Regions from separate parts of the Hordeum vulgare genome. Here regions 1, 2 and 4 are each linked to region 3. The links are chromatin contacts, called in public Hi-C maps. All regions are on one chromosome and are shown on one strand. The core of a region is the stretch at or near the end of the contact, and the rest is flanking DNA. Distances in the headings are between cores, read along the strand shown. Region 1 holds the start of LOC123431222 (putative pentatricopeptide repeat-containing protein At1g13630). Region 2 has its middle 170 kb from the start of LOC123431291. Region 3 overlaps LOC123431275 (protein ENHANCED DISEASE RESISTANCE 2-like). Region 4 has its middle 450 kb from the start of LOC123431302.

What was found. A called contact is a pair of places that touch in the nucleus more often than the background predicts.
Region 1: a contact with region 3 is called in a Hi-C map of leaf, with 7 times the contacts expected there. The contact joins the promoter of LOC123431222 here to the enhancer-like site in region 3. A contact is called at or near these places in 3 of 6 Hi-C or Micro-C datasets (leaf and seedling).
Region 2: a Hi-C map of seedling shows a contact between it and region 3, with 2.6 times the contacts expected there. The contact joins two enhancer-like sites. A contact is called at or near these places in 2 of 6 Hi-C or Micro-C datasets (leaf and seedling).
Region 4: a Hi-C map of seedling shows a contact between it and region 3, with 3 times the contacts expected there. The contact joins two enhancer-like sites. A contact is called at or near these places in 2 of 6 Hi-C or Micro-C datasets (leaf and seedling).

What each region holds. Positions count from the first base shown.
Region 1 is chr1H:282,622,872-282,630,128 of MorexV3_pseudomolecules_assembly, forward strand. LOC123431222 (putative pentatricopeptide repeat-containing protein At1g13630) reads right to left here and starts at 4,695. Exons shown (of 5, transcript XR_006623067.1): 1 at 4,147-4,695; 2 at 1,670-3,732; 3 at 1,459-1,575.
Region 2 is chr1H:283,860,150-283,867,994 of MorexV3_pseudomolecules_assembly, forward strand. No RefSeq gene overlaps it. Among protein-coding and RNA genes, the nearest start is that of LOC123431291, 170 kb to the left of the region's middle. Within about 2 kb of position 3,037, at least 3 of the 3 cell types and tissues checked have open chromatin away from gene starts, as enhancers often do. A contact at or near this core is called in leaf and seedling, where this site is marked.
Region 3 is chr1H:283,241,880-283,249,845 of MorexV3_pseudomolecules_assembly, forward strand. It overlaps LOC123431275 (protein ENHANCED DISEASE RESISTANCE 2-like), which reads left to right. Exons shown (of 22, transcript XM_045115098.1): 8 at 845-891; 9 at 965-1,065; 10 at 1,276-1,376; 11 at 1,447-1,518; 12 at 1,594-1,665; 13 at 1,750-1,896; 14 at 1,985-2,301; 15 at 3,041-3,104; 16 at 3,187-3,362; 17 at 3,548-3,649; 18 at 3,731-3,781; 19 at 3,873-4,016; 20 at 4,102-4,197; 21 at 4,417-4,518; 1 more. The coding sequence ends at 4,725. Among protein-coding and RNA genes, the nearest start is that of LOC123431275, 9.2 kb to the left of the region's middle. Within about 2 kb of position 5,937, at least 3 of the 3 cell types and tissues checked have open chromatin away from gene starts, as enhancers often do. A contact at or near this core is called in leaf and seedling, where this site is marked.
Region 4 is chr1H:284,158,393-284,165,278 of MorexV3_pseudomolecules_assembly, forward strand. No RefSeq gene overlaps it. Among protein-coding and RNA genes, the nearest start is that of LOC123431302, 450 kb to the right of the region's middle. Within about 2 kb of position 3,354, at least 3 of the 3 cell types and tissues checked have open chromatin away from gene starts, as enhancers often do. A contact at or near this core is called in leaf and seedling, where this site is marked.

The DNA.
Region 1 (7,257 bases), core at 3,445-5,944, 620 kb before region 3:
GTAGGGTTGTACTGGACGCATGGACGGCGGCAATGTACGCGTCCCTTTGGAAGAAATGACTAGATGGAACCCCGAGGGCGCATGGCCTTGCGTCACGGTCACCTGAGGGCCCCGAGCACACCACGTTCTTTTGGGTGGCCAGGATCTTCCCTGGCCCCGAGCACCAAGATGACAACATACCCCGGGAAGGGGGCAATCCAGGGTTGCATATTTCCCTTTTTTGAGATGGAAACCTCATCTGGCGTACGACCGTCGGGGCAGCACATTCTCCATAGGGGACCCCTGTTCACGCGCCGCTGACACGAGAGGATGGGGCGAGGGTCTAAGGAAGGCGTAGGACCGTGGGCGGTGTCGGTTGAGCTAGGGAAGAGAACCAGGAGGTGGGACGAATAAACCGGCCTAAGAAAAAAGACCCGTGGAGGCGAAACAAGGAGGCAAAACGGGAACCTTATGTGTTTTTGCCATCTCAATCAGAATTGCACTACCTCCATTTTACACAATAAAAGGCACATCTTGACTATCTAAACTCTAAAGCCATGCTGTTAGTCCACTTATATATGATTTATGTTACACAAAATAGACACCATTGGATTTGTGTTCCAAGAGACTTTCTTATACTTAAGATTTTATAACCATTAACAAAATATTGTATAGCAAATTTATGGTCAAAGGTCCTATATTTTTAAGTGGAGGGACCGAGGGAGTACTGAATAATCAGCTTCATGATTGCACATCATACCTGATGAAAGGTCGTTGCATATGTTTGATTGTTGATACATCCAAACTGATTACTCCCTCTATCTAGGAATATGAGGCCCATTTCACTTTTCAATGTCTCCAATGCACGACTTTTACTATGACTTATGGACGTTCACAGTTTCACTTGTAATATGCCTGGAGAATAGTAAGAAGATATACAACATAAGAGAATTTTTGAAAAGACAAATACTCCCTCCATTTCATTTTACTCCGTGCATTAGGATTGTCTTAAGTCAAACTTTGGAAGTTGGACCATATTATATTGAAAAATATCAATACCTTCAATACCAAATAAATATATTATAGAAATACAGTTCATGACGAATCTAATGATACTTATTTGGTATTGTGATTGTTGGTATTTTTTTTCTACAAACTTGGTCAAACTTTAAAAGGTTTGACTTGCAACAAACCTAATATGACATTGAGTGAGTACTATGGTTTATTCTTTCATGATTAATATCCTCTTGCACGTACAATTTAATATGACATGGAGTGAGTACTAGTGGACAAAGTTTTCAAACACTGACTGCACGCATAATAATGTGCTGTATATTTCAGTGCTTCTATTTAAGTGCAGGTGCTTTGTTAGAGGGTAAACCAAACACTAATTATGACAGCGGTCTCTAAGAATTCTTGACTCAATTGTACTGGTCATGTGCCGCAACTGGAGTCTGGATGTGAGAGATTTTATCTAACCTTATGCCTTGGCATAACTGCACTGATCATGTGGTTACATGCAGCCCATGTTGTCCTCAATCCTCATCTATACAAACATTTGAGGACACAGAACCTCAAGTCATTAACACTCAATACCTGTACACCAACAACGGGTAATAGAGATTATACTAAGAATTAGCCATGCAGTGGCAATATTATCTACATGAAGAAAGAAAACAATCTTACTTACATGATCAGGGTACTATATGCCAGTTTTGACAGAAAGTGCGTGCAATATGGGTATATAGTAAAGCATGTTACTTTTCCGCAGAGCTCTAACAAGCACAAAATAAACTTGCGTGTCTGGGAAAACACCAACAGACAACATAATCGGAATGAACATAATGGCTTCTTTAGGAAAATTCCTTTTGCAAAGTCGATTGATTGCAGCACTGAAGTCTTCAATAGAAGCTTCAAAACCATCATCAATAAGCTTACCAACAAATGAAATGGCATCGTAAGGCCTTCCTTTTGCACACTGAGCTTTGATTACTGTTGTGTATGCAAATTTTCTCAATGCAATGCCCTTTTCTCTGAGGGATTCCAGTAGCATTTCTGCTTGAATAACTTTCCCCTTCAAGCACAGCACATTGATAAGCAAGTTATAAGTAACAGGTGTGGGCACTAGACGACAGCATAACATACGGTCATGTACGCAAAAAGCCATCTGGATGTCATGTGCTTCGCAGAATCCTTGTATAAGCGTATTGTAAGTTATTGGGTCGGCATTAATACCTTCTCCATCCATATTGTCCAGAAAATGGACAGCATCACGGAATCTGAGCTGCTTACAAAGTCCTTTAATAACAACACTGTAAGTTACAGCATTTGGCTTGATCCCTTTTTCAACCATTTCATAAAAAAGACTGAGCACAGCGTTAACTTTTCCAGCTTCAGAGAGTGCATCCATAAAGGTCGTGTATGTTACTGCTGTTGGCAGCAAATTACTTATCTCAATAGCCCTGAAATAGCTCTCTGCAGCTGGTAAATCCCCAAATTTGCAATAGCCATACAGAAGAGAATTACATGTGATAATGGTTGGATTCATACCAGCCACAACAATCTGATCATACAGACGGACAGCATTACCAATATCACCAATCTTCGCATAACCATCAATGACTACATTATAAAGTATTACATCACCTGGCTGATATCTGCTAGCTACATTTTCCAAATACCATCTTGCTTCAACTAGCAGTCCTTTCTTGCAAAGTCCAAGAAGAATTGATAAATGGTTCGGTGAGGTTGGCATTACCTTCTGAGAACAGCACATAACATCACAAACTTCCAGTGCCCTTTCAATTTCCCCTAGCTTGCAGTACCCGTGGATGAGGATGGAATATGCAATGACATCCATATCTAGACCAAAACTATATATCTCACCAAGTAAATTCTCAACCTCATAGACCAAACCCTTTTTGAAGAGAGCATTTAGAAGGACACTGTATGTGACAATATTCAACTGCAGCCCTTGGTCTAGGATGTCCTTTCTTATCTTCATCCCTTCTTCAACATCACCACCTTCGCAGTGGCCAGCAATAAGTATAGTATAAGTAACAAGATCAGGTTCAATCCCTTGGTATCTCATAAACTGAATTATTTTCGGAATTTCTCTTGTTAAACCAAGCAATCGGTAACCATTAATAAGGCTGTTGTAGGTGACAGTCTCAAGTTTCATTCCTTCTTTTGTCACTCTCTCAAGAAGATTCACTGCTTCATCTAGGTAACCTACCTTACACAGACCATGTATAAGTGTAGAATAGGTATACCTGTTAGGGTTTAATCCATACTTCAGCATCAGACATAAAAAGGATTTTGCAGGCTGAATAAATCCCCAATTACACAATGCAGACATCAGAGTGTTAAAGGACATTCCCAATGGTCTAAATGTTCCCCCTTCCCTTGCCTCCTGAAGGAAAGATAAAGCCTCTCCAACTTTATTTTGCTTGCAGAGGCCATCTATGAGAATGCTATGTGAATATTCGCTGTAAGGGATACCATATGCCTCCATTTCATCAAAAAGCTCCAATGCCATGTCTGTCATCCGTAGACCATACAATAAACTATCATAGGTGGAAACTGATATTTGCATATTCAGGCTGTTCATTTTACTGAGAACGTAAAGAGCATCATGAATCATCTGAGTTCTTGCATAACTATTTGCTAGAGCATCCCATACAACACCGCTGGAATCATACTCTCTGAATTCACTCCACAAGATGTCACAGAGAGTGGCTGCAGACCCAGATCCTAGAGTAGAAAGGGAAATACAATGAAATGTGAGAATTGTGAGCTTCAACTGTTCTATGTTGCTGCATATGTCAAGGCAACAGGTACTAAAAATATTATGACCAATATTACAGCTGCCAATTATATTTATTTTGAGAATTAGCTGCCAATTATATTGACATAAAGGCATATAGAAAAATATATGTGTGTGCATGACGACAGTATAAATTTATTCACGAACAGAGGAAGTTTACACACTTGTGCCTTCACTACCATTTCAGTTTTTTCTTTGGTGTACATGATAAAATGATCATGGCCCTGGAATAACGCAAACTCCATTGCCATATCAATCCAAGTTCAAAGGATGAATAAGCGTGTTGTCATACTATCCAAAGAGAAAGTGCCAATTGTAATACAAATCCGTAGGGAGCTCACCTTGTTCGCTGACCATCTGTGCCAAGCCGCCCCGCATCTCCCGCCACCTCCTCTGTCGCAGCAGTTCATAGCAGAGCTTGATCCTTGCGGCAATCGAGGCCTTTCTCTCGAACTCCGCCTTGCCCTCCCCAAATCTAGGCGACCCTCCTACCCCGCCCACAAAATGAGGCGCTAGCAGTGGATCCCTAGCAACCACGGCATCCTCCTCGGAATCCGTGGCCGCCACCACGGCTGCCGCGGAAGGACATGAGGATATGGGCCTAGGGAGAAGTGCGGGAGGAAGCGAAGGACGGCGCCAGAGCTGAGGCAGGAGGAGGCGGAGGGGAATGGGCGGTCGGAAGCGCATCCGAAGGGGCAGGGTTTCATGGCGGGGGCGCGCGCCGCGGGCTACTGTGTGGAGGGCGTCGAGCTCGGGCGTTGAGCTTCCGTGTGCCTCCCCGGGGCTGCCGCAGCGGCGCACGACATGGGAGGAGGGAAAAGGATCGCCGGCGGCGGCTGCGTGTGGTCGGGGTTTAAGCGAAAGGCTTTACCCTTTCCACTGAGGAGGAGAGAGCCAGTGGGAAGCAGGCTGAGCTTAGGGCCCGTTCGTGCTGGCTTTTCCGGACCGGAGGAAACCGACCGTTCGGTAGGGTTTTTTCTTTGGCTGGGCTATCAGCCCATACAGCACAGATGCAGGCCGTTCGGGTGGAAAAAAACTGCCCAGCTCGAGTGCGCAAAGGGCCGAGGGAGCTCCTATACGCCGCACTTTGCGGCGACTAGCGGCGGTTTCGCACAGAGCAAACTCTCTTGGGACGGCTCATTTGCTGTAGGGATGGAAAATCGCAAAAAGAAAAATGAGCGAGCAACAGGAGTCAAACACAGGACCTCAAGGTTGGAGTGCGCTTTGGTTAACGATCTCGACTGACTACCAGAGCTGAAAGGTTACATGCGTGAATGTTAACGAACATAACAACAGCTGTAAAATTTAACAACACGAATCATAATCTATTGCAGATTCAAACTTTTCTTAAAATTTAAACATGAATTTCTGAAACATGAATATTATTTGAGAACAATCAATATTTTTATGGGGAAAAGGAAAAAATAAAATAGAAGAACATTTCTTGAAATTACAAACAGTTTTGTGAAAATGCAATGAAATAGGAGAACAATTCTAAAAACACGTGAATAAATTTAGAAGCGCAAACCACTTTTTAAATCACAAACATTTTTTGAATCTTGAGAACAAAATTTTCAAAAACTCTGAACAAATTTGAAAGCACGAACATTTTTTGAATTTTGAGAAGAAATTTTAAAACCAAGAACAATTTTCAAAAAACACGAACAAATTTGAAAGCTAGAACAATTGTTTAAAGCATGAACATTTTTTAATCTTGACAAAAAAATTGAAAATGAGAACGATTTTGAAAAAATACGAACAAATTTGAAAGCGCGAACAAATTATTAAAGCACGAATTTTTTTTAGTTTTGAGAACGAATTCTGAAACCGGAACATTTTTACAAATTCCGGAACATTTTTACAAATATGGGAAGATTTATTTTGAAAAATCCAAAACATTTGGATAAATATTCCAGAACAATTTTTCAAATTTCGAAACATTTTCCTAAATTATGGAACTTTTTTTAAATTCCGAAACATTTTTTTAAATTCAGAACATTCTTTTCAAATTATGGAACATTTTCCAGTTTCTGGAACAATTCTTCAAATTCTAGAACATTTCTTCAATTTCCGAAACAATTTTGAAATTACGGAATATTTTTTTAAATTCCGAAATATTTTTTGGAAATCCAAAACATTTTTAAAACAGAAACAGAAAAAAAACAAAAAAGAAGAAAAAAAAGGTTCAAGGAATCTTCTAGAAAGTTTCCAAAACCGAAAAAACTGGGTGGAAACCTTTAGAAGTTTCCCAAAACTGGGATCGGTGAAAGTGCTAACGGGCCGGCCAAACCCCGTCGCTAGCTCGCAGCTCCTGTGCGTTTGCCCGCCTATTTTAGGGTTTTCCAAGGGCCGAGGTCGCGGTAGGATGAGCTGGGCATCGTCGGCGCAAAAAAAACTAAGACGCAAAGCCGCACACAAAAAAGAAAAAAATAGAGACGCGAGGCAAGTAGGAGCATTTACACCCACGGATTGCAAATTCGATACTTTAAATACCCGCGTCCGCGGACACTGACCGGTTACGCCTCAAATCTGTCCATTCACATTCAACTCTCTCATATTTCATTCCCTAAGACCTTATACAATGCTAGGTGCTTAGGGAGGTGCTTAGAAAAATAAACCGGTTTTTTTCTGAAGCATGAGTGCCTATTTCTACACAAGAGACGCCTAACTAAGCGTCTACCCTCTACAAATAACCACCGGTGCTTAAGAAAAGCCTGGTTTGTTTCTCTAAACACCTCCCATAAGCACCTTGCATTGTACAAGGCATATCATACTCTTCATCGTCGTCGAAGATGGCCTCTTGCTCATCATGAGCCGCGTGCGCCGGAGCCTCGGCCATCCGCGATGCCTCTGCCACAGCCCGTGCCGCCTCCATCTGCTACCGACGAAGACGCCTAGCCTGTGCAGTCGACTACATGTGATGGAGTTGAGGATGGGATGATGCTTCGCCCGCAGATCCATGTCCTCCCTCTTGCGTGCGCCTCCTCCTCGCGCACATCCAACGATGGTGCCTCCTCTGCCGACTCCTGTTGGTCCTCCCCCACACCCAGCGGCGGCTCCTCCTTCGCCAGATCTTGCTCCTCCTCCTCTTCATCCTCCACCTCCTTCTGCTCTTCCTCCACCTCATCCTCGTCCTCGAAATCATCCTCTCGATCCAGTGGTAGCCCTACGGCCCTCCGGATCCGGACGTGCTCAAGGAGCCAGAGACGGTGTCGGATCGTGTAGTGGCGGCCGTATGGGGGCATGGCTGACGGGCTCGGGTGGCGGCGTAGGGAGGGAGGAGGTGGATGTGCTAGGGTTGGGGGCGCCGACCGGCTTAAATAGCCGGTTATGGCCTCAGGTGGGGAGTCGGAGCGGCGCCACACACCGTCAAACCGTGGGGTATATCCCTGACATTAGCCCCCACGTTAGTTTGAATTTATTCATGGTAAGCTCCTAAATAAAAATAATAA
Region 2 (7,845 bases), core at 1,787-4,286, 620 kb after region 3:
CCTCCGGTGTCAGTGAGTTACATGATCTCATGGTCCTACGAATGTATACTTGAGATGTAAAAAACAATAGCAACAAAATGACACGATCATATGCTACGTTTATAGTTCGGGTCTTTGCCCATCATATCATTCTCCTAATGATGTGATCCTGTCATCAAGTGAAAACACTTGTCTATGGCTAGGAAACCTTAACCATCCTTGACCAATAGGCTAGTCAACTAGAGGCTCACTAGGGACATAGTTTTGTCTATATATCCACGCATGCATTTATGATTCCATTCAATACAATTATAGCGTGGATAATAAATGATTATCTTGAAACTGGAAATATAATAATAATTATTTTATTATTGCCTCTAGGGCATATTCTCAACAAAGACAGGTCGGCCGCCGGCCGTAGCCTTGCCGACAAACCAGCGACGGGTCAGACCCGAGCGGCTAGAGGCGTATTGAGCGCCTGGATGTGGCATCGAGGGATCGACCGGACCTGGTGGATCGATACCCGACCAGTCCATGGCAAGCGCAGCCCACCGGCGATCGGATTCGCCATATCCTGCCGGCAGGATGCGCAAAAATTTGCGAAGTCCCACCGCCGCTGGAGATCCACTAAAAGGCCTCCCACACCGAGATGAAGGAGGCACCCCGTCGATGGATTTGCTGCTCGAGAGCTAGGGTGACCGGGAGAAAATGGGGTCGCCGGCCTAGGGTTTGTGTGCTTGTAGGTATCCCATAGGGGGAAGGGGATAAGAAGGAGAGACTGTAACGCTGACGAGCGGGCCAGGGGAACAAGCACGCACGTGAGGCGTGTGTCCACGGCGACGCAAATGACACCCAAATTTGCGCCAGAATGTGTCGCGAGCGGACAAAAAATGGACGCGCGTCCGTTTGGGTCGGCGTGTTGGGCTGATTTTTCTGTCCGCAGCGACCCAAAAAAACGCACGCGGACGAAATGAGTCGACGCGTTGGAGTCACAATTACATCCCTTGGTTCATGTGTGTTTTCCCTTTTTACCTTTCTTTTTGACAACGTAGGGTTACAGTTCTCCTTTTTCCGTTTCGCATGGTTACTGTTTTCCAAATACCGTGTATCGCTTATAGCGATTTGTAAGATACCGCTCGCTAAGAGTATCTATAGTGAAACCCATTAAATACTCCTCAAACCTTCGGACACGTCACCCCGTCACTCATCGGTCGTGAAAAAGCGATCAAGATGGACCACTCAAATTGGCCTCAAACGTCCGGACTGATCGACACCCCTCATTTTTAGTAAAAATATGGCATGAATATGGTGGAGCCCGGGCACGCCCGCCTGCCGCACTGGCCCGCGTTGGCACGCATCTACCCCACATATATTCGTCCCCATTCGCTCGCCGGACCAAACCCTAGCCACTTCACTCCACTCCCCTCCACTCCCATCCGCCACCTAAGCTCACCTCCGGCATGACTAGCAGCGGATCTGAGTCCTCCACCTTCAGATCCGTTGACCACGAGCTCATCCCACACGGCCATGAGGATGGTCGTCCAGATGTGCTCCACCGCACCCACGACGCGGTCGCACGACGACAACGCTCAGACTCGCAACGCCGGGAATCCATTGCATCCGCACAACCGGTGGTTGGATCCGGCGTTGCTACCTCAACAGAGGCGGTGTGGTCCGTGTGGCGTCCGAACGCCGTGGTGGAAGCGCAACCCCTCCGTTGGGGCGCCGAGCACAAAGCATGGCCGACCTCAGACGATGTCATGGCGCGGCGTACCCGTCGGGCGAGGCAGCAGGCACGGGATGCGGCGTAAGCCCTCGCGGCGGTGGATGTTGGAGAGGCGGAGTCACACTCTCCGGGGCTTTGTAGGGTGTACCAGTGCGGTCGACGCAATCGCGTCGTGGTGGATGTCGGCTCCTCCCAGGAAGGATCCGTCATTGACCTCATGTCGACTAGCACCGTCCGTGTTACGGGGTCCGACGAGGAAGAGTAAGGCATGGGAGACGGCGGGAGCTCGACTACCATAAGCCGGCTAGTGTCCCATGTCCTACTCTACCTCGTCGGCGATCGAACCGACACTATGAGGGGGCGCAGCCAGATGCCGGATATGGGCACGACAGAGCTGGAGGAGCTTCGCTTAGTAATAGGTTTACGTTGCATGTAGTAATATGAATTTGAGGTTTCTAATTTGAGATATTCGCATGCAGAATGCATTATTTGAGGCTTGACTGGTCACTGTCCGCGGACGCGCCCGGATGTGTTAACGGAGGTTTGAAGGGTTGGATTTGTAAGATCCGGCTGTAGATGCTCTAACAACAATCCATATAGGACAACCAATTAACTAATGTTGAGCTTCATTTATAGAGCTAGCGGTTTACAAAAGGATCCTAGAACCTAATTCAGATCTTTTTAAATTCATGGAAAAATTCAATTCACGAAAAATGATATCATGAACTTTCTTTTACTTAGGAACATTTTCAGAATTTACATATTACACCTTTTGTATTAAAAAATATTTTTGAATACATGGTCATTCTTACAAATTTGGTTTCATGATTATTTTTTTAAATTCGCAATTATATTTGTAAATCATAAAATTATTCGAATTTGCCACATATTCATATTTCTGAACATATTTATGAATTCATAATTGTTTTGAATTTGTAAACAGTTTTTTATTGCAATTTTTTTTAACTCACGACCATTTGTGAACTCATGAACAGTTTTTAAACTTGTGAACATTTTTTGAATTTGTGTTAATTTATGCTATTTTTGAAATTTGTGAACATCTTTTTTACTCAAAGCATTTCTTAAATAAATGGAAATAAATCAATAAAAACAAAATGGAAAAGTAGGAAATATGCAGTCGAACAAGCACCCGTACTTCTTCGCAAACAAAAAAAAAGAACAAGCACCCGTACATGAGCGGAGCTAGAGAGCGTTGTCGCGTGCACCCTGTATCTAGTCACTAATTGCATCTGGTTAGCGATCACTCCGTCCGGGATCGCAACACGCCATATATGGGACCGAATAGCTCATGGGTACCCACTGCAGCCCCCAAAACCCAGCATCGCGAGGGGGCGGTGCGAGACGCACGAGCAACTGCCGCATGGTGAGCCAATCAATAATGCTATACCTATAAAAACTTAAATAGATTTACTTAACATTTTAAATTAATTCTTTTCCCCTCCTTGATTTTCAGTTGGGCTGGGGGTCCTCATCTCCCAATTACCAATCATAATTCTACACATTAGTTTATACGTAAAATCTTTAAGTAAGCCTTTGTAGATGTAGCATTACTCGTGAGCCCAGCCACGACCACATGCCACAGCGCTGACGCATCCATGAGAGCATGATTTCTTTCCTTTTTCTGCATGCATTTTGGATATATTTCTTTATTGATTTTTGTTTGATTTATTCTTGTTTTATTTGGAATAATGATAAGTTTTTCTCATGTGAAACACACCGTGTGAAAAAGCACACTTATGTTTCATAATGAAACATAGGTCCTGTTTTTTTAGAAGTCCTAGGACTTTTTTTAGTCTTAACTAAAAAGTCCCTAGTCCCTATTCGTTTGTTTCGAGAGACTAAACAGGGACTAGTGGTCATTAAATGACATGTAAAAAGATCGTGTTATCCCTAGTAATATACTAGAAGTTATTAAATAACATGCTAAAAGTAGGGGCACTGTTGAAAAGAGTGATAAAAAAGTCTCAAAAGACCCTTCCATAGGGATTTTTTTTCTTTCGTCCCAAATACCCCTTTTAGTCTTAAAAGTCCCTTCTGTTTGTTTCACATGGGACTAGAAGGGATCTTTTAATCCCTACAACAAAAAATTCATGTAAAGAAACACCCTTGATAGTTGTTCCTCGATAGTTGTTCTTCTGAAAAGTGAAAATCATAGTTGTGTGACCTAGAAAATAATAATCAAACAAGTGCTTCTATGTGAATTACAATTATGCTTGCCAAAAAGTGAAAAGCACATTTGTTCATCGTGCGAAGTACATTAGTGATTTCGTGTGAAACAAATGCACTTCTAAAAAAGTGGAGTAGGTTGTGCTTCTTGGTCCTTTTTATTGATTTTTTGTTTTTCTAAGATTATTTTTGTGTTTTAAACTTTGTTTTGTACAAACTTATTAATATGGGACCTAGTTTCAAAGATTATGTTGCAAGAAATGCAAGGATGAAAACAGACCCTAATTTCAACACATGATACGTCCATTTTACATCTTGTTTTTCTATTGTTATTTATAATTATTTATAATATTTTTAATTAATATTTCAATGATGTAATTTTTATATATTTTCTCTCTTAATTTGCAAGTTACACCTGAAGAAGAAAACTATCGGCAACTCGAATTTTTGACCTAAAGTTTTCACTAAGTAGAGATACCAGTTGTGCATTCAAAATCCTTAACCCAGTTTCTTCTCATGATAGTTCATCATATCTGCCTATGGATGTAATAAGATCCTTCAAGTAAGTTGTCGCTGGTACAAAAACAATAAAAAATGCGCCTAAGTATGTATAATGTTTTATTGTAAGGGGGAAATAATCTTTGTACGAACTTGTGATGATAAGTAATAAAAACGACATACTGGATAATAAATGTTGTTATCATAAGGGGCAATATATTTACATTTGTTTGCATTAAGAGCTTGCACATCGAAAATCAGAAAACGCATGACAATCTCTACTTTCCTTTATGCGAAGGGCTTATATTGTAATGTTTAGTCTTTATTTTCTATGTTTATGCTACACTTAATAGTATCTATTCTTATTTCGATCTTATTTATTCTCTACTTGGCAAACATCATGTGGTGGGGAAAAGATCCATGCATATACATCCAGTTGGATATAAATGATCATCAGTTATTATTGTTGGTATTTATCCCTGAGATAATAAGTTGGGAGGTCAATTATTAAACCCTATCTTCCTCTCTCTCTCTCTCGCTGAAATGGTTAGTTCTAAAGATATGCTTTGATGCTAGCTGTGATGCCTCGCTAGTCGAGCTACAGTAAATCACACACTAATGATGTCAGGTCATCATCATTATGCCCTAAGAAAAACAATTAAGAAATAGTTAAACCTCAAACTGAAATTCAAAGTAAAGTCAAAATATTTTTCCCTCAAAGGGTAAAACAAAAATGTTCTCTAGGTTGCAAATATTCACTAAGGAATTATCATGTAGAAACAAACATCATTTGACTTACAGATAAATTCTCGGAAAATAATAAATGGTTCAACAACAATTATTTTTGCCTTTTCAAAATAAATAAATGTTTAAGCTTTTTAAAAATAAACTGAAAACTTGTGGGTAGTCCCTAAACATTGTGCTTGAATTATGTGCTAGATTCCATTTATAAAAAAATATCATTTCGTACTAAACTAAAATTCAAAACAGTGGCAAAATTAGAAAACAGAAAATTAAAAGTAAAAAGAAAAACAAAAGCCCCCCGGCCTAACTCAGGCTCGGCCCACTAGGCCAACCGACCCATAAACCGAGGGGGTGTATAACCCCCTCCCAAAACCATAACTAACGAGCCACCCCCACTTCTCCCACCTCACCCCGGTTCCCGCACCGCCGTGGCGGCGGCTCGCCCCCCTCGGCCCGATGCTCCGGCGGCCCGCCGGCCACCATCGACTACCTTGTGGCCGTCTCGCCACGCCATCCTCTCCGGCGGCTCCTCTCTCACCCCTACCCCCGTGACCCGAGCCTCTAATGCCCCTCCGACCGTCGGTTGACGCTGGCCATCACCGGAACGCTGCCGTCGCGCCCCTTGCCGGCCACCTCGCCTCTTCCCCGAACCGCTCTATCGAGCCTCGCCGACCCGCACACGTGTAGCCGCTAGTGCGCCTATGGCCTCCTTCCTTTCCCCTTCGCTCCATCCCGCCCGCTGCGCTGCTGCCTTGGCCGTCGCAGCCCCCGCTGCGCTAGGCTGGCCCCGCTCGCCGATGCCGTCGCGCTCGTCAGCCTCCGGGCGTTGCCGCGACCCACGCCGCTCGTCGCTCCCGACAGCGCCAGCCTTCGCCCCGTCCCCCACTGCGCCCCTGTGCGGGCCCCAGCCCAGCTGCGCCATGCGTCCTTGCGCGCGCTCGCACGCCCCTGTCCATGTCCGGCCGCAGCCACCAGCCCGGTGTTGTTGCTGCTTTGTGTTGCTGCTGGTGCGCACCGCCGCGTGCTGCTGTCGCATGCGCTCGGTTGCTCACGCACACTCGCGCGCCACTCGCGCGCCTCCTGTTGGCCGCTGCCGTGCTCCCCCCTCGAGCCATGGGCGCCGGCTCCCCTGTGCGCCGTGCGTGCCGATCGCCCTGGTCCGATCTGGTTAGTGGGGCCCACTAACCCCCGTGGCCCAATGTCAACTAGGGCCCATGCCCTAATTTTTAAAGAAAAAAATGTTTGTTTATCAGAAGTTAGTAGTAATAATTTAATTAATTAATCAATAAGTTAATTAATTAACTTAATTAACCTAAAACTAGTCAATTTAACTTAATCTGGTTAATTAGTTAAAGCTGTCTATGACAAGGGGGGCCCACATGTTAGTTTGCCTCGTAAACAGTTGACTACTGACTCGACAATTGACTAGGTCAACTTGGACCCGTGGATCCACGTGTCATACACTATGCTTAGCCCACGATGGGTATAAAAAGTGTTTATCTTATTTTTCTAATTAGTAATAATTTTAGAATGTTGTTTAATCATTATAAATTCATATAAAATAATCCGTAATCTGGATAAAAATATTTTGTACATGAAAGTTGATCAAAAAATGAGACGAACTCGGATACGCTGTTTGTTCATTTGTCACGCCTCCCTAACATAGCGAATATGGAAATTTTTCATCGTTTTCGCGTGTCCGGTCGTAGCTAGAGACCCGGGAAATATCGTTAGATATTTTTCCGATCCGTCTATAACGTGTAGTACTACGATAGATCATGCCTAGCGCTGCATATAGCCATGTCATGCTTTGTGATGCAATTGATTGCTCTGTTATTTATTATGTTTCTCCTATGTTACTTCCTTTCCGGTAGACCCCGAGACTGATGATGATCCGGTGATCGACTACTTCCCAGTCGAGGATCCTTATTTGTCTGCACAAGAACCAAGCAAACAAACACCCGTGATCATCCCTATATCGTCTATTCTTTCTCCCTCATGCTTGCATTAGATTTCTTACTGTTCTTGATAGCTCCTATTGTGATGAATAACCTGTTTTTGATGAACTGCTATTTCACTCTACTGCACTTTAAACTGTTTAGTATAGGTGGAGCAGTGATCCCCATTTACGCCTTTGTCCAGTTGCCCCGCTTTATCACCAAGTCTCAATCTACTGATCGACGATCCAAGACCCGTCACGTCACTCACACCCCCTTAGTGGCACGAGGATGTAGAGCTACTATCGATTATCGAGGGTGACACCTCGATACGTACTCCTGATGTTAGATTTGTAGTGTAGTTAACCGGCGGTGGCTCTCACACGGCGATTCCTCCTTCACCACCTCAGATAACGACTCTGTCGTACAACCCATCAAGTGTGGTCCGTCGAGGGTGATTCCTTCATGGCCACCTTGACGATTACATCGTTCGTAATCCATCAAGGGTGATACCTCAGATCCTTCTGATGTTACAGCCGCACAGTTACTTCACCTTGATACTGGGTACATGAGGTGTGTTGTGGGTAGATTCCCGCGTGGTTGTGACCGGGCATGGCTGGGTATTCTGGGCCCTTGCCACACATCCTCGGGACAGGGCGACTAGACCACATATCTTGGATTGCTGATTGTCGCCGAAGTGTTAATTAAAATGCTAATGGGATTTGGGTATTTGATCTAAGTTGGTCGGGAGACCTATTCGAACTAACCTTCACG
Region 3 (7,966 bases), core at 4,687-7,186:
TTATGTATACTTGGATAGTTGGACTTGAATTTTGAAAATAGTCTCGGCACAAATTTCTTAAGCAGAGGAGCTAAATATTTCTAATAAACAGGCCGGATACTTAGTAATAATACAAGAAAGAAAACTTAATTCTTTCAAGGTAGGAGAGCAGATTCGATTAGCATGGTATAGAAGCACAGTTCAATAGCTTAGATGCACAGCTCAATAGCTTACTATAGGACTGCTAAGGCATACACATTAATAAAATATACAAGTAACAAAATCTCATCTGTCATGAGTTGTGACCCCTATTCTTTGTAGGTAGAGACCATAGCACAGCAGTTATGACCTTAAGTTCAAACACTACATATTGTAACTAGTAGTATCTTCCAAATACCGTATGATCAGTTAACCACAAGTGGCATAACCTGATCATGTTCCAAAATACAACCCAATCATACTATTAGTAAGTCACTTCTCTCTTGAAAAATTTCAGAAATATTTATATCATATTATGCTGCAATAACATATATAGCCAAAAATAGAAATATTGGATATGTATTTCTTTGTATATCAAAGCGGAGTAGGTTGAAATTGTTTCGCAACACAGATGTACGAATCGGGAAAACCAGATCAAGCTGTACGTGCAATTTGGAGGATCTTTCTTAACTTTATTTTAATACATTACACATTCTTGTTTACATTATCAAACTTAGTTATATGATTGGTATCATTGTATCAGAGATGTAATACAGATAACACATTATCAAACTTAGCTTGCTGCACATTTATGTGGGCAAACAAGCAAGCTAGTTAAGTAGTTATTGTGGAACTTTCTGCTAACTTCTGATTTCCTTGTATTTAGGATTACGTTTGTTTACTGAGGCAAAGGATGGTGGCTCACGTGGGAAGGTAATTCTCGTTGTCGACAATATATTTTGTGGACGGGTCGTTAAATTCACCGTGTTTTTGCCTGTTTACCCAGTATTGGGATGATCATCCAGCTATAATGGCAGTTGGTGTCGTTGATGCAAATTCTGAGGATATCTTCCAGACTTTAATGTCTCTTGGTCAATCAAGATCGGAGTAAGATATATGTTTCCTGTTTAACAAAACCAGCAAGTGATACTGCCTCGAAAAGCAGCAACATATTACACGTGATTTTTCTGTTTTGCTATCTTCCTGACCAAAATTTAGACTCTGCATGTCATGTCACTAAGTGCGTAACATTAATACATGAACATCTATGTGAATGCATTTCTTTTTGCACCATTCAACCAATGAGAGTTTTTGTAGGTGGGACTTTTGTCTGCGGGAAGGAAGGGTGGTTGAGCATCTAGATGGACATTCAGACATAATCCACAAGAAATTAAGAGGGGACTGGCTACCATGGTCTGGTGCTGGATCCATCCTGCTTTCTGTATGCACATTTTATCGTTAAGTTATAATAGTATATATGATATTTAGTTTTCAGGGGAATGAGAAAGAGAGATCTATTACTTAGACGATATTGGAGGAGAGAAGATGATGGAACTTATGGTACAATTATTTATAAAAAATGATAAATAATCAGTTTGCCATGATCTAGACCTGACACTTCTCTTGATTTTTCAGTTATCCTGTATCACTCTGTTTTCCACAACAGATGCAGTCCTGAGAAAGGCTACATCCGTGCATGTCTTAAAAGTAATGTATGCTTTATTTTCAGCATAAAAACTGATTGTTATCGTTTCTTTATCATGAACTAAGATACAATTTTATGAATAATAGGTGGAGGATATGTAATATCACCAGTTAGCCAAGGAAGACAATCAGTTGTGAAGCATATGCTTGCTATAGACTGGAAATTCTGGAAGTCTTATCTCCTTACCTCATCGGCAAAATACATTACCATACGTATGCTAGGAAGAGTAGCAGGCATGTTTTGTGAAAGATCTATTATTCTTTGCTTGCTGTGGTTATCAACTTTGTCCCAGTGTTCAGTAAGCTAAACATTTGTTTGCAGCTCTACGAGAATTATTCCGAGCAAAAAATGGAAACTGCGCTTGTATGGAATTCTCATCGGGTGAACTGACGAGGGATACGGGACTGCCGCAGGGTGGAAACGAGCGGAGAAAAATAGAAATGCAGTCAGCAAATGAGTGTGGAAGACTTGAGGGTCCTGTAGAAGGACTACAGGGTGGTTCTAACCGGCAGTTAAGCAGTACTGGTTCCCTTGTTCAACTTAATGATGCAACGGATGAGTTCTTTGATGTCCCAGACGAATCAGAATATGATCAGAGAGAAGCCATGTGGTCTTCTGACGAGAGCACACATGCTGTGGTGTGTTCTCTACAAGAACCTTTTTTTTCTCTTAATACGCACCTAAATGTGTGTCATTTTGTATTAGAAGAAACGTCAAGATGACGCAAAGCTTACAAGTGGCAACGTAATCCAAAAGAACCTAGGCTAACAAAAGAGAAAAGAATCTTCAACCAAAAAGGCTAGCAAAAGGAGCAAATAAATAAATAAGTACTGTCCTTATTGATTAAGATGGTAGTTCATTTCCATCTCATTTCTAGAATTGCGGATTGTAGATTGTTGTGTGGTTGACCATATTAATATGCTTTACCCCTGTGGCGTTAACAACATTGCAATATGCAGAAAATTGTCCGTACTTTTCAATTATTCAGCTGTTGCCTTGCCTTATCACAATGAGTGTAACATATGTACCTTAGCCCATAATGTGTCTTCTCCTTTTCCCTTTAGTAACAAAGTAAAGCAGGAAGTTTCTCTCAGATATGTTTCAAACCCCTGGTCAACCAGTAACTGAACTTACATTTTCCTTGATTGTATGAACCCGTTACTCTTTTCTATGCCATAGTCGTCGCATGACACAGTTTGATCATACTTGGAAAAGTGAAACTACTTAGTCGGCTTAAAAATTAAAACAACTTAGTCATAGGTAAGGACCACAATTTTGTTACAAGAAATAACGATGACATGGTCTTGGCATAATTCAGAGAACCAGGCAAGAACTCCAAGATTGTTTTTTACATCCCATGTGTCTAATATTTGGCAGGACCAACGACATGCTAAATTATCCAGTGCTGCTGTCTTTGTACGGAAGTTGCATGATCTTGCAGGTGTGTTACGGCTGATGTACAATTTTTCAGTATTTATTTATTTTTGGTTCTAACTATCTGTTTCTCATTTCCTATGTTCTAGTTCAAAAGAGAGGGTACGTTGATTTACAGGGAGCTGCGGATGCTGATAATGCACCATGTTACTATGGACATACTCTCCCAAAAGATTCTAGCTGTACAATACCTTCTAGTTGGTCAATGACAGATCCTACAACATTCTTAATACGCGGAGAATCCTATTTGATTGATCGTCAAAAGGTGGCTTAGTACTGTGATATTATTCTCATTCACTAGACTAGGATACATGTGTTTGTTCCGCAGGAAATAAGGGATCCTGTATGTTATAATGATAGCCATGTTTACTTAATCTGGTCAGCATATTGATAGTCAGGGTACCTGTGCTTCACCATCCATAATGATGAAATTATCTGTAACTTTGACAGATTAAAGCAGAGAATACACTGATGCAAATGGTTGGTGCTGACTGGATAAAATCTGATAAGCGTGAGGATGATCTTGCTGGTCGTCCTGGCGGACTAGTCCAGGTATCTTCTTCTGAAATCAGTAATTTTGCCTTCAAACAAAAAGGAACAAAAAATTAAAGCTCGTAATGAATTTCATTGCAGAAATATGCAGCACAAGGAGGCAGCAAATTTTTCTTTATTGTAAATATACAGGTGAGATTTCTTTGGGTTTATGAATGTATCGAGGCTCCATAAGTGTGCACCTAAACCTGCCCTTTTACTTATAACCCTGGTCGGTATACAGGTTCCTGGTTCTACCACGTACAGCTTAGCTTTGTATTATATGATGGATACCCCATTGGAAAAGGTTCCTCTGCTTGAAAGATTTGTAAATGGAGATGATACGTTCAGAAACTCGAGGTTCAAACTCATCCCTTATATCTCAAAGGTACCTTTCTCTTACAAGTCTTGATTGGTGTTAATCAGAAAGCCGCGGTGGTTTATGATTGGAAATTCGGAATGTGTCAATTCAGGGATCTTGGATCGTGAAGCAGAGTGTGGGCAAGAAAGCTTGTTTGGTTGGTCAAGCACTAGAAATCAATTATTTCCGTGGAAGCAATTATTTGGAGGTAACATCTATGCATGCCATATTATCTACTCCCTCCGTTCCTAAATATAAGTCTTTTTAGTGGTTTCACTAGACATATTTTAGATTATAGATTTACTCATTTTGCTCCGTATGTAGTCCTCTAGTGAAATCTCTAAAAAGACTTAGTATTTTTAGGAACGGATGGAGTATACAAATGTGATATTCAGGTTCTCAACATTTTGAAATGCAACCTTTTCAGCTTGGAGTTGATATAGGCTCGTCAACGGTGGCACGAGGTGTGGTGAGCCTTGTGCTTGGGTACCTGAACAACCTGGTGATTGAGATGGCCTTCTTGGTACAGGTAATCAATCACTGTGGGATACCTTTACCAAATTGTTACATATTTTGTTGTTCTACTCAAGACCGAGAACGGGTCTATGAGCAAGCATGGTTTTTTCCTTGCCTGATGCAGGGCAACACGCAAGAAGAGCTCCCGGAGTTCCTCCTAGGCACCTGCCGACTGAATTATCTCGATGCCTCCAAAGCTGTATCACTAGACGAATGCTGACCTGACCTCTCAAGGTCAAGGAGGCCTCAGCTTGACCCCAGTTCTCTTTCGAAGCCTGAGTACAGCACAAGCAAAGCCGAAAGGGCCCTGTGTCCGCCCGCCCACAGAAAGTGCGGGGGGTTTGCCGCAGCAGTGTACATTCATTTCTCCTCCTCCATCAGATAGGAGGCGTTGCGGTGTATTGATTGATGATGGCATTCTACTACCATGATGCAAATCCTTCCTCCCATTCTTTGGCCGACAACTCGTCATTCATTCATCATGTAAAAATTGAGACAAAACAAAAGTGTATTCTAACCCTGACCTCGTGTCGTCCATTCGGAATCTAATCTGGGATCGGATCAGACATCGTCAGATCCAACACCACCAAAGCAACCCATTACTGGACGTTGACCCTTCACCCGAGGGTGATCACAATGCCATGATTCTATCCGAGGACCGTCCCTCCAGACAGACACCCGTCCCGTTTTGAAAGGGACTCGGCCCAAGCACAACACCGGCGACGCAGTGATTATTACCGGGAATTCCCCTATCATGGTTAGTTGGTCACTCGCTCACTCACTCGAGGACCACACGCCTCACTTTTCTGTTATCATCACTTGAGCCGGAAGGAAAAAGCATGTGTAGGTGGTGGAGCTGGCATCTCTTGCGTCCTGACCGGAGATTGGGAAAGGACAGGACAGCAGTGGGGCGTGAAAATGATGGTGTCTATCATAGCAACCAGTTCGCAGCAGGAGCAGCTACATCGTGACCAGGATTCAGGGATCACTGTGCCTGCCTATCTAGCTCGGCTTTTCCTTTTTCCTAACCGTGCTTGCAGGCCAAACGCTGCATCGCTGACGCTGCAGCTGTAGCAGCAGTGGACGTGACATGTGAACGTCCTCTTCCTTTTCGCCCACTTCGGGCCTGCGCTTTCCGGGCAGAGGATGATGCGTCGCTTGCTTGTTTGCCGATTCTGTGTCGCGCGCTCAAGAGAGAGATTAAAGTAGACGCGTGGACGCAACGCAAGTGTACGTACGCAAGCGCGCGGACACGGTTGTTCTTTTATTTCTCTTTGAGATTGAGATTATGGACAGGATTGTTAATGCCATTGACCTGTGCTGATCCCTATGGCGCATGGCGCGTCGCCGGCGGCGGTGGCGATCGGGTCGGGTCGGTCGGTCGGTCGCGCGAGGCACGGCTCCGTGCTGGGGGTCAGCTGGTCACGTGGACGCGGGAGCGAGCGCCCGCGTGCGAGAGAGGCGAGGCTGGACTGAATTCGACGCCTCTGGATCTGTTCGCCGTTGCACCGCCGCATTTGCATGTGGCTGGGCTTATGGCCACAGGCCCACAGTTTGCACGACACGCACTTTGTCGTATACCCCCTCTGTTCCAAAATGTAAGATTTTTTACATACGAAACAAAATAAATAAATGTATATTTTAAAATATGTTTATATATATTTTATAGTAAAATCTCTAAAGGTCTTATATTTAGAAACGAATGGAGTATAAAGAAAATGATTTTTTTTCTTACATATACTCCCTCCTTCCCAATTTTTTTGTCTTAAATTTGTTTAGATATGAATGTATCTAGTCAAGTTTTAGTATTTAGATATATTCATTTTTAGACAAAGCTAAAACAAGAATTTTGGGACAGAGGAAGTATATAATAAAGAGAAAAAAACTTTGCTTCGGTACACCTAAAGTTTATGAATTTCGATGTAGATTAAATGTGAACATTAAATTAAGTATAATAGTGAGCTTATAGCCTGTTTACATGGGACATGGTCTTTGTGAGTCCGAACTCAAATGAGCTTGGATAAATGGTATCTCTGAAAAAAAAACAAAAAACAAAATAATAAATAATTTTTAGTGCGCACATTGACAAAAGTTTTTAGTGCCCACGAGATTTTATCAAAAAATAACATTTGTAGAAGTCATAGCAAAAAAGAGATCCTCCAAAAGTGTTATTTTTTATAACATTTTGGAGAATTGTTTTTTTCTTGACTTCTACGAATGTCATTTTTTGAGGAAATTTTGCAAGCAGTGATATCTTTTGTCAATGTTTGGATGAAAACAAGTTTAGAATTTTTTGAAAAGATTTTTTTTATTTCCAATTTTACTGTTCATATCGAGCTATTTGAACTCCGAAGCAGAACATGACTTACATGGCACTTTTCCTATGTAAAGGAGAGAGATGTGAAAAAGTAAAAAAAAAGGACTCTTACGCAAAACTAAGCAAATCCAATTAATGTGAAAAAATAAAAAGAAGATGAAAAAAATACTAATGCAATAACCAACCTTATAGCAAAAATTGTTGCATGAGTTCATATAGATGATGGCTATAGATGACATGTAGTTTCATATAGCCATCAACATGCTATATTATTAACCATGCTCTTAGAAGCACCCTTCTAAATCAACCTATTTAATGCGTTTGATCTGCAGGCTAACATGATGATAGCTTTTTCAAGTGACTTAAAAATCATGCAAGCTTTTACATGATGATAGCTTTTTCAAGTGACTTTAGATATCTTGTTGTAGAAACACATAAATATCTTTGAATTTGTCATAAGATAAGGGCATCTCCAACGTGATCGTCCAGCCATTTGCAATCGTTTGAACCGCATGATCCACACGTGTTCTGCCATTCAACGCAATGATGCATCTGTTCCAAGGCCGGTCCGGACGTGTCTTTTTTCGCAAACCGGACACAAAGTGTGTGTGTGTGTGGGGGGGGGGGGGGGGTGGTACGGGCGTCCGGAATACTCCCACGTCCGCATTCGGCAGCTATGGTACATCCAAAACCGTCCTCCCTCGTTTGCGTGCGTTCCCGCTAGTGGTCAGCTGCCCGCATTCATGCCTCTATAGAGCGGCCGCTCTGCACTGACGCCACCCGAGAGCGGGCGCGACCTCTCACTACCGTACTGAAGCGGCATGCCGATCGAGAGAGCGCCGCCTGCTGCACGCCCGATTGAACACGCCTCCTCGCTGCATTCAAACATCTGCAGATTGGCCGCCTTCCTCCACTAAAATTACGCGTGTGCCGAGAAACCTACTCCGATCACACGTCCGTTCGCCAGCCATTCGACATTAAAAACAATGCCACTTGGCTCTGGGAATTCGCCTGCTATTTAAACAATGTCGTCGGACAAAAATTGCACCACGCCTTCGCTCTCCATCTCCTCCTTGCACCATTTTCTTCACACACTTCATGGCATCCGGGGAGCGGGAAAGGGAGTTTTTAGGCATAGAATCTA
Region 4 (6,886 bases), core at 2,104-4,603, 910 kb after region 3:
ATGTTTTATGTCTGTACTCACATATTGTTGCTTCCGCTGACTCGTGTGTCTGTCGAGCTTTCATATTCTAGCCCTCGAGGGCCCTGACTTGTAATATGAAGCTGATATTATTTTATTTGTGTCTAGAGTTGTGTTGTGATATCTTTCCGTGAGTCCTTGAGTTTGATCGTATGCATTTGCGTATATGATTAGCGTACGATTAAACCGAGGGCGTCACACCCACCTCCCACTTCCTTATATATTTGAGGTTGTGCCCACCTTATACATCATATATACATGCGTTTGAACCCGATCAATACATCGAGTGTTTCATAATATTCATCCTACACTTTGCATACACGACCTATACTAGTATTATCTAGTGCTAGAGTGCAGAAGTAGGTGACCACTTAATTTCCTTTTTTATTTAGTTGGACCCACGTGAGAACGGACGTTTGCTCACCACACTCACTAAAGCTCGAAATTTTTGAAGAATTCAAAATTTAAAATTTTTAGTTTCATAAAAATCTGAAAAAAGTTGTGCAAGTAAACAGCGATGTTATTTGCATGTGTGTAAATCTTTAGGATGAAATATCTTGAAATACGATTCATTTAAAAAAATAATTCATGATGTGGGAGGATGAATAGTGGCATGTGTTAAAAAGCTTCAGATTTGTTTTTTAAGAGGCCATATTTCAACGTATTTTTTTCTAAAAATTTACACACATGTGTGGTATGCCTTCATCTATCTCTGTGTTTTTATTCAAATTTTTCTAAAATATAAAAATATAAATTAAATAATTTTTATATTTTATATTTGAAGACTTTCATGAGCTCGGCCTCCAAAAGCCATTTCCGGACAAACGTTGCTTACAAAATTGTAGAGTAAAACAATACTACTGCGTGTTAAAAATATGGACAAGTGTGTACCCAGGCCCGACCCTGAGGGAAGACGAACAGGGCGGCCGCCTCAGGCCCCCAAATCCGAGCCCCCACCCCCCTCAGACTAGGTTTGTGCAAATGTGAAGTATCTTGATCCCAACTGCCATCCAAGGCACCATTAGAACGGACTAAAAGATGGAAAATCCTATATGTTCCTCACTGTGTCCAATTGTCAAAGCTTCGCACACGATGACGTGAGCGATGGACGCACTGGGCCGGCCTTTTAGAGCGTTCCACAGATCCCGGTTTCGAGAACCTTCCATGCTTCCCAACTGGTTTTTTCCTGTTTTGGGAACCTTCTAGAAGGTTCCTTAAACCGTTTTTTTTCGTCATTATTTTCTCTTTCTTTTTTTCTGTTTATGTTTTAAAAAATGTTCTGGATTTATAAAAATATTTCAGAATTTTAAAAAATATTCCAAAATATGAAACAATATCCTGGAATATGAAAAAAAAATTTGTAATTTTTATAAAGATGTTTCAGATTTTCAAAATAATGTTCCAGAACTTGAAATAAATGTTCCGGAATTTGACAAAATGTTCAGGAATATGAAAAAATGTTCCGGAATTGTAAAAAATGTTCCGGAATTTGAAAAAAAAATCCGGATTTTTCATTCGTGAGATAAGTTTCAAAAATGTTTTTGATTTTCGAAATATGTTCTGGATTTCAAAAATTGTTTGGGATTTCCAAAAATTGTTTTTCAATTTCGGAAAATGTTTGTGTTTTTACAAAAATGTTCTGTATTTTCAAAAAATGTACTGGGTTTTCAGAAAATGTTCTTCAAATTCGAAAAAAAATTCCGTTCTTTTCAAAACAAATGTTCTGCATTTTCAAAAATTGTTATTCAAATCGAAAAATGTTTTTTCATTTAAAACAATGTTCTAGATTTTCATAAAAATGTTCTGGAGTTTCAGAAAATGTTTTGGAGTTTTGTAAAACGTTTTTAAAAAATGTTCTTGTTTTTCGAAATTTGTTCTCAAAATTCGAAAAATGTTCATATGTTCAAAAATTGTTCACATTTATGAATTTGTTCAAGGTTTTTCAAAACTGTTCTCATTTTCAAAATTTGTTCTCAATATTAAAAAAAATATTGTTTTTTAAAAAACATATTCACGCTTCCAAATTTGTTCTCCTGTTCAAAATTTTGTTTTGAAAATTCAAAAAATATTCGTGCTTTAAAATTTGTTCACGGTCCCAATTTTGTTCTGGTTTTTCAAAATTGTTGTTAGTTTAAATTTTTGTTCTCAAGAGTCAAAAAATGTTTGTCTTTTAAAAAATTGTTCGCCTTCAAATTTGTTCCCTATTTAAAAATAGTTTATGTTTTCAAAAAATAATTTAAAAAATTCAATGTTTGTACGTTTTGATAAAAAAGGTGAAAACCGAAGGAATAACGACCCAAAAAAGAAAAAAAAAGTAGAAAAGAAAAAAATACGCTCGTTGTGCACCTACTGGGCTGACCCAGTCGGGGTCGCCGGGTGCGAAGCCCCGACTGGTTGCTGCAGTGAGCGGCGACTAGGAGCTCAGATGTCCCTGTCTTCTCGAAGAAGGAGACGCGTATGTTTTCTTTAGCGATCTGGATGAGTGGGCCTGCCTTTTCTTCTTCTTAACGTTGGTTGATGGTTAAGTGGTGGTGGGCCATAATAGTGAGGCTGGGCAGGAATTCTCCTCTATTTTTTTAGATACTGTTTCCAAAAGATGAAATTTGTGATAAACTTAGATACTTGTGTGCTTCTCCTTTGCAATCTGGAGTACCCTAAATACATAACCGGGATAAGGATGACACCCATGGCCTACAAGGAGTTTGGATCAGGGACAACAAAGTAACTCTTGACTTTACGAATTTATATTAATATAATATAATACATGTATTTTTAAATGTTGATTACAAGTTCTAAATTGATAGCCACCATTTAAAAAAAATCTATTTTGGTTTAAATATGTTGGCGTGGGTAGATCATGGTTCTCATCTTGCTAATTAGGCATTTTACATCACAAATTTTTCTCTCGACCCTATCGGTTACACCACACTCACGAGCATAGTTTAGTTTGTTGTACGAAATTTTTTTTAGCTTATCTCCTATGTGATCGTCCCTTCTCTCGTTTGCTGCAACCAACACTTGGTCGAATACGCCTCATGACCTCATCTCACTTTTTCTTTTGATACAATCTTCATTAAATTTTTATACAAATATATCATCATTTTTAAAAAAAATTAAAGGACTTATGGTTAAATTTCGTTTCGGGCCCCAAAATCCCAGGACGGGACCTGTGTCTACCTTATTGTTTTCTTTTTCTTATAAAGTGTATACCTTCTCATGCCTTACAACCATTCTTGGCTCCCAAGCTCCCGTTAGCCATGGATGGATGTGCATGCGTGGATGGGTCCTACGATTTTTTTGGCATGGCTAGCTATAGCTACGTGCCTGGACCACTCGATCGGTTGATCGCCATGGATGCGTGCGTAGCAATCAAAGGTGAGGCATGCGTGCATGGGACAGGCAAGTGAAGACAAAACGTATTGCTTGCCAAATTGGCGAAGATCACATGTAGCAGATCAATGTCTTATAAAATTAAAACCTAGAGCAACTTTAATGGGACGATCCAAAGTGATTTTGTTCGTTTTTTTTATCCGTTTGGATCGGCCAACCGACCAGCGTCCGTCCTGTTTTAGATATGGATTGACAGCGCGTCCAACGCGCGCGACCCATATGTGCCGACGTGACTGCCCTATTTTGCATGAATTTGCATAATTTGAATCAAAAAAACATAATTTAGACCGAATAAAATAGCATAGTTATTACAAGCCGAATAAAAATAAATATGTCTCACATAGTTCTTACATAGTTTTGCAAACGAATAAAAGAAGGTAAATCTATTGGTTGCCAACATGAGTCCACATATGCTCAACCAAGTCATTTTGCAGTTGCCACGTGAGTTTCCCAATCACGCATGTCTTGATGAAATTGAATGAACTGTTCAAACGTTGTCGCTCCTTCATGCTCAGCACAACATTCTCACCCTGAAACTGATCGTACATACGTTCCGGGCGCTCGTCTTCTACGATCATATTATGCATGATCACACACGCAGTCATCACCTCCCACAGTTTCTGCGTGCTCCAGGTATTAGCAAGATATCGAACGATGCCCCATCGAGATTGCAAAACACCAAAGGCACGCTCGACATCCTTCCTAGCACTCTCTTGCTCTTGGACAAATCTTTTCCTCTTCTCTCTGACAGGGTTGGGTATTGTCTTCACAATAGTGGCCCACTGAGGATAGATACCGTCATCCAGGTAGTATCCTTTGTCGTACTTGTGGTTGTTGACTGTAAAGTTCACCGGTGGGCTGTTGCCTTCGACAAACCTAGCAAACACCGGCGAACGCTGAAGCACGTTGATATCATTGTGTGATCCGGCCATGCCAAAGAAAGAGTGCCAGATCCAGAGATCTTCAGACGCCACGGCCTTTAATATGACAGTGCAAGCCCTGACATGGCCCTTATACTGCCCTTGACAAGCAAAAGGGTAGTTCTTTCACTCCCAGTGCATGCAGTCTATGCTACCAAGCATCCCTGGGATGCCCCTGCTGGCATTCATCGCCAACAAATGGGATGTATCTTCAGCAGTCGGCTCTCTCAAGTACTCAGGACCAAACACAACAATAACAGCCTTGCAGAACTTATACAGGGACTCTAGGCAAGTAGACTCGCTCATACGGACGTACTCGTCAATGAGATCACCGGGCACTCCGTATGCAAGCATTCGGATGGCGGCAGTGCATTTCTGATAAGAGGAAAAATCTATCTTGCCAACAACATCCTCTTTGCACTCGAAATAGTCATCATAGCCGACCACCCCCTCTCTAATACAGTTGAAAAGATGCCTACTCATACGGAAACGGTGGCGGAATTTTTGATGTTTGAACAATGGGTTTGTTGTATCAAAGTAGTCCTTACAAAGAAGGAAATGCCCGCTCTCTCGGTTGCGATTCAACGCCGGAAGGTGGCCCAGAATGGAGCCACGGAACAACGGCCGCTGGCTGTTGAGGTGATGATGGACAACACGGCAGCCAGTATCTCCTCCTCGTCATCGGACGATGAATCGTCGGAGTCGCAAAGGAAATTGTGAAAAAAGAACTCGTCGGCGGGGTCCATTTTGTACCTTGGCAAACTGTCGAACAGCTTGCGGGCGTCGACGAAGGAGACGGCCGACGAAGGGAGTCGCGGCGCGCACAAACCAGCTAGCTGCCCTGCCGGCGTCCGAAGAGCGTGCCGGTGAGGATCTGGCCGGGCGGCGAAGCGGCTTCTTGGTCGGAGCGGGCTGCGTGGTGGGGGCGTGGGGGTGGGAAGCAGTCGGCTCCCAGGCGGCAAGACGGCGGCGGCGAGCGACGTGGGAGTGGGCAGCGTTGCTAGGCGGATGTGGAGGCACCGAAGCTGGCAGAGTTGCCGGCAAAAATGGGTAGCGGCGTCGGCGACGAAGGAGGCGGGTGAGGGTTGGATGGGGGAAGGCCAATGTGCCATCGACCAGCGGGCCCGGGGGAGGAGAAGGCAAGCGTGCGCGCGTCCGTCATGTGTCTACGCCGATGCAAATCCGGCTCAAAAATCTGCCTTTTGTGTCCGCGCAGACCCAAACGGACGACGGCAGACGAAATGGGTCGCCCCATTGGAGTTGCTCTTATATTCCAGGACTCGACTGAGTGCAACATGCCCTACCCACCCCCTCCCCTCGCGCGCATAACCCTCACTCGGACTGGGACGAACCCCTAGTTGCCGGGGGTTATCCTTCCTTCTCTTCCTCCCTCCGTCGTCGTTGGAAGAAGACACCGGCCTACAACCCAAGGGTCGACGGCGATGGCGGGGGCCTCCCTTTCTTGTGCGCCATGGCGGTGGTGTGGAGCCCCATGACATGAGGAGGCACGGACGATCTGACCTTGGCGGCTCGTCAGGTGTCACTGCCTTGGGCGGCAACGAGGGCTACGTCTGGCGGTGGTGCGACGCTCTGCCACGGTCGACGATGGCTATGGGCGCAGAGGTCGGCCTTACCTCAGACAGCGACGGTGACGATTGGATCTGCGATGCCGAGTCATCTGACCTCGGATTATCGACGGAAGCATGGAGAGCCTAGTGGACGGGTCGACGCCATGCGTGGTCCGGCCTCTGGTCAGATTTGATCTAGCCGATGTGCCATGTACGCTGCGCAGCTCAGATCGATGGTGACCCTCGCACACTATGCTAGATGGTGGTTCGTCGAGCGGATCCGGGTGAAAATCTCGTTCTCAGCTTATTGCCGAGACCGGCAATGACGACACTTATTTGTGTCATCCCCTTCTTGAAGGCATCGTGCAGAAGCTCCAAACCTCTATCCGCTGCCCCCAGGGGAAATCCTAGATCAGTCAATCGGATGATGGCGGCGCTCTTGTGTCATTACCCCCATGGGGGTCGTCATTCCTGGATGTGTGCATAGGCTCGACGGATCGATGGATGCCTTCTACGATGGAGTGGCGATTCCGGTCAAACATCGGCAACGTGGATTCTCGACGACGTGGTGCTGCAGGTTCTCGACGACGGATGTGTGATGAGGGACGCACGTAGGGTGATAGCGTTTTCTAGCACAGTGGTGGCACCGACAGCAAGCATGGCAAGGTGGATGCATCAGTACTTGCTCTAAAGATGGATCGGTGAAAGACGATGGTGACGGTCCTTGCATTGTGCGCATGCAGTGCTCGTTGAGAGTGTGCTAGATGGCGCGTAACCCAGATCTAGCAAATCGACTTGGTTGGGGCCTCCGGCTTTAAATGTTGTGTTGGCTCACACAATTTGATCCCTTCATCAACTTGATAGAAGTAGTGATAGTTGTCGGCAAGATGATAGCTTCAGACATATTAATATATTACTTGATAAGGTCTTATCAAATAACTAATAAAATGCATGTATTCATTGTCCTGATGCAGAGACCGAGGATCAATC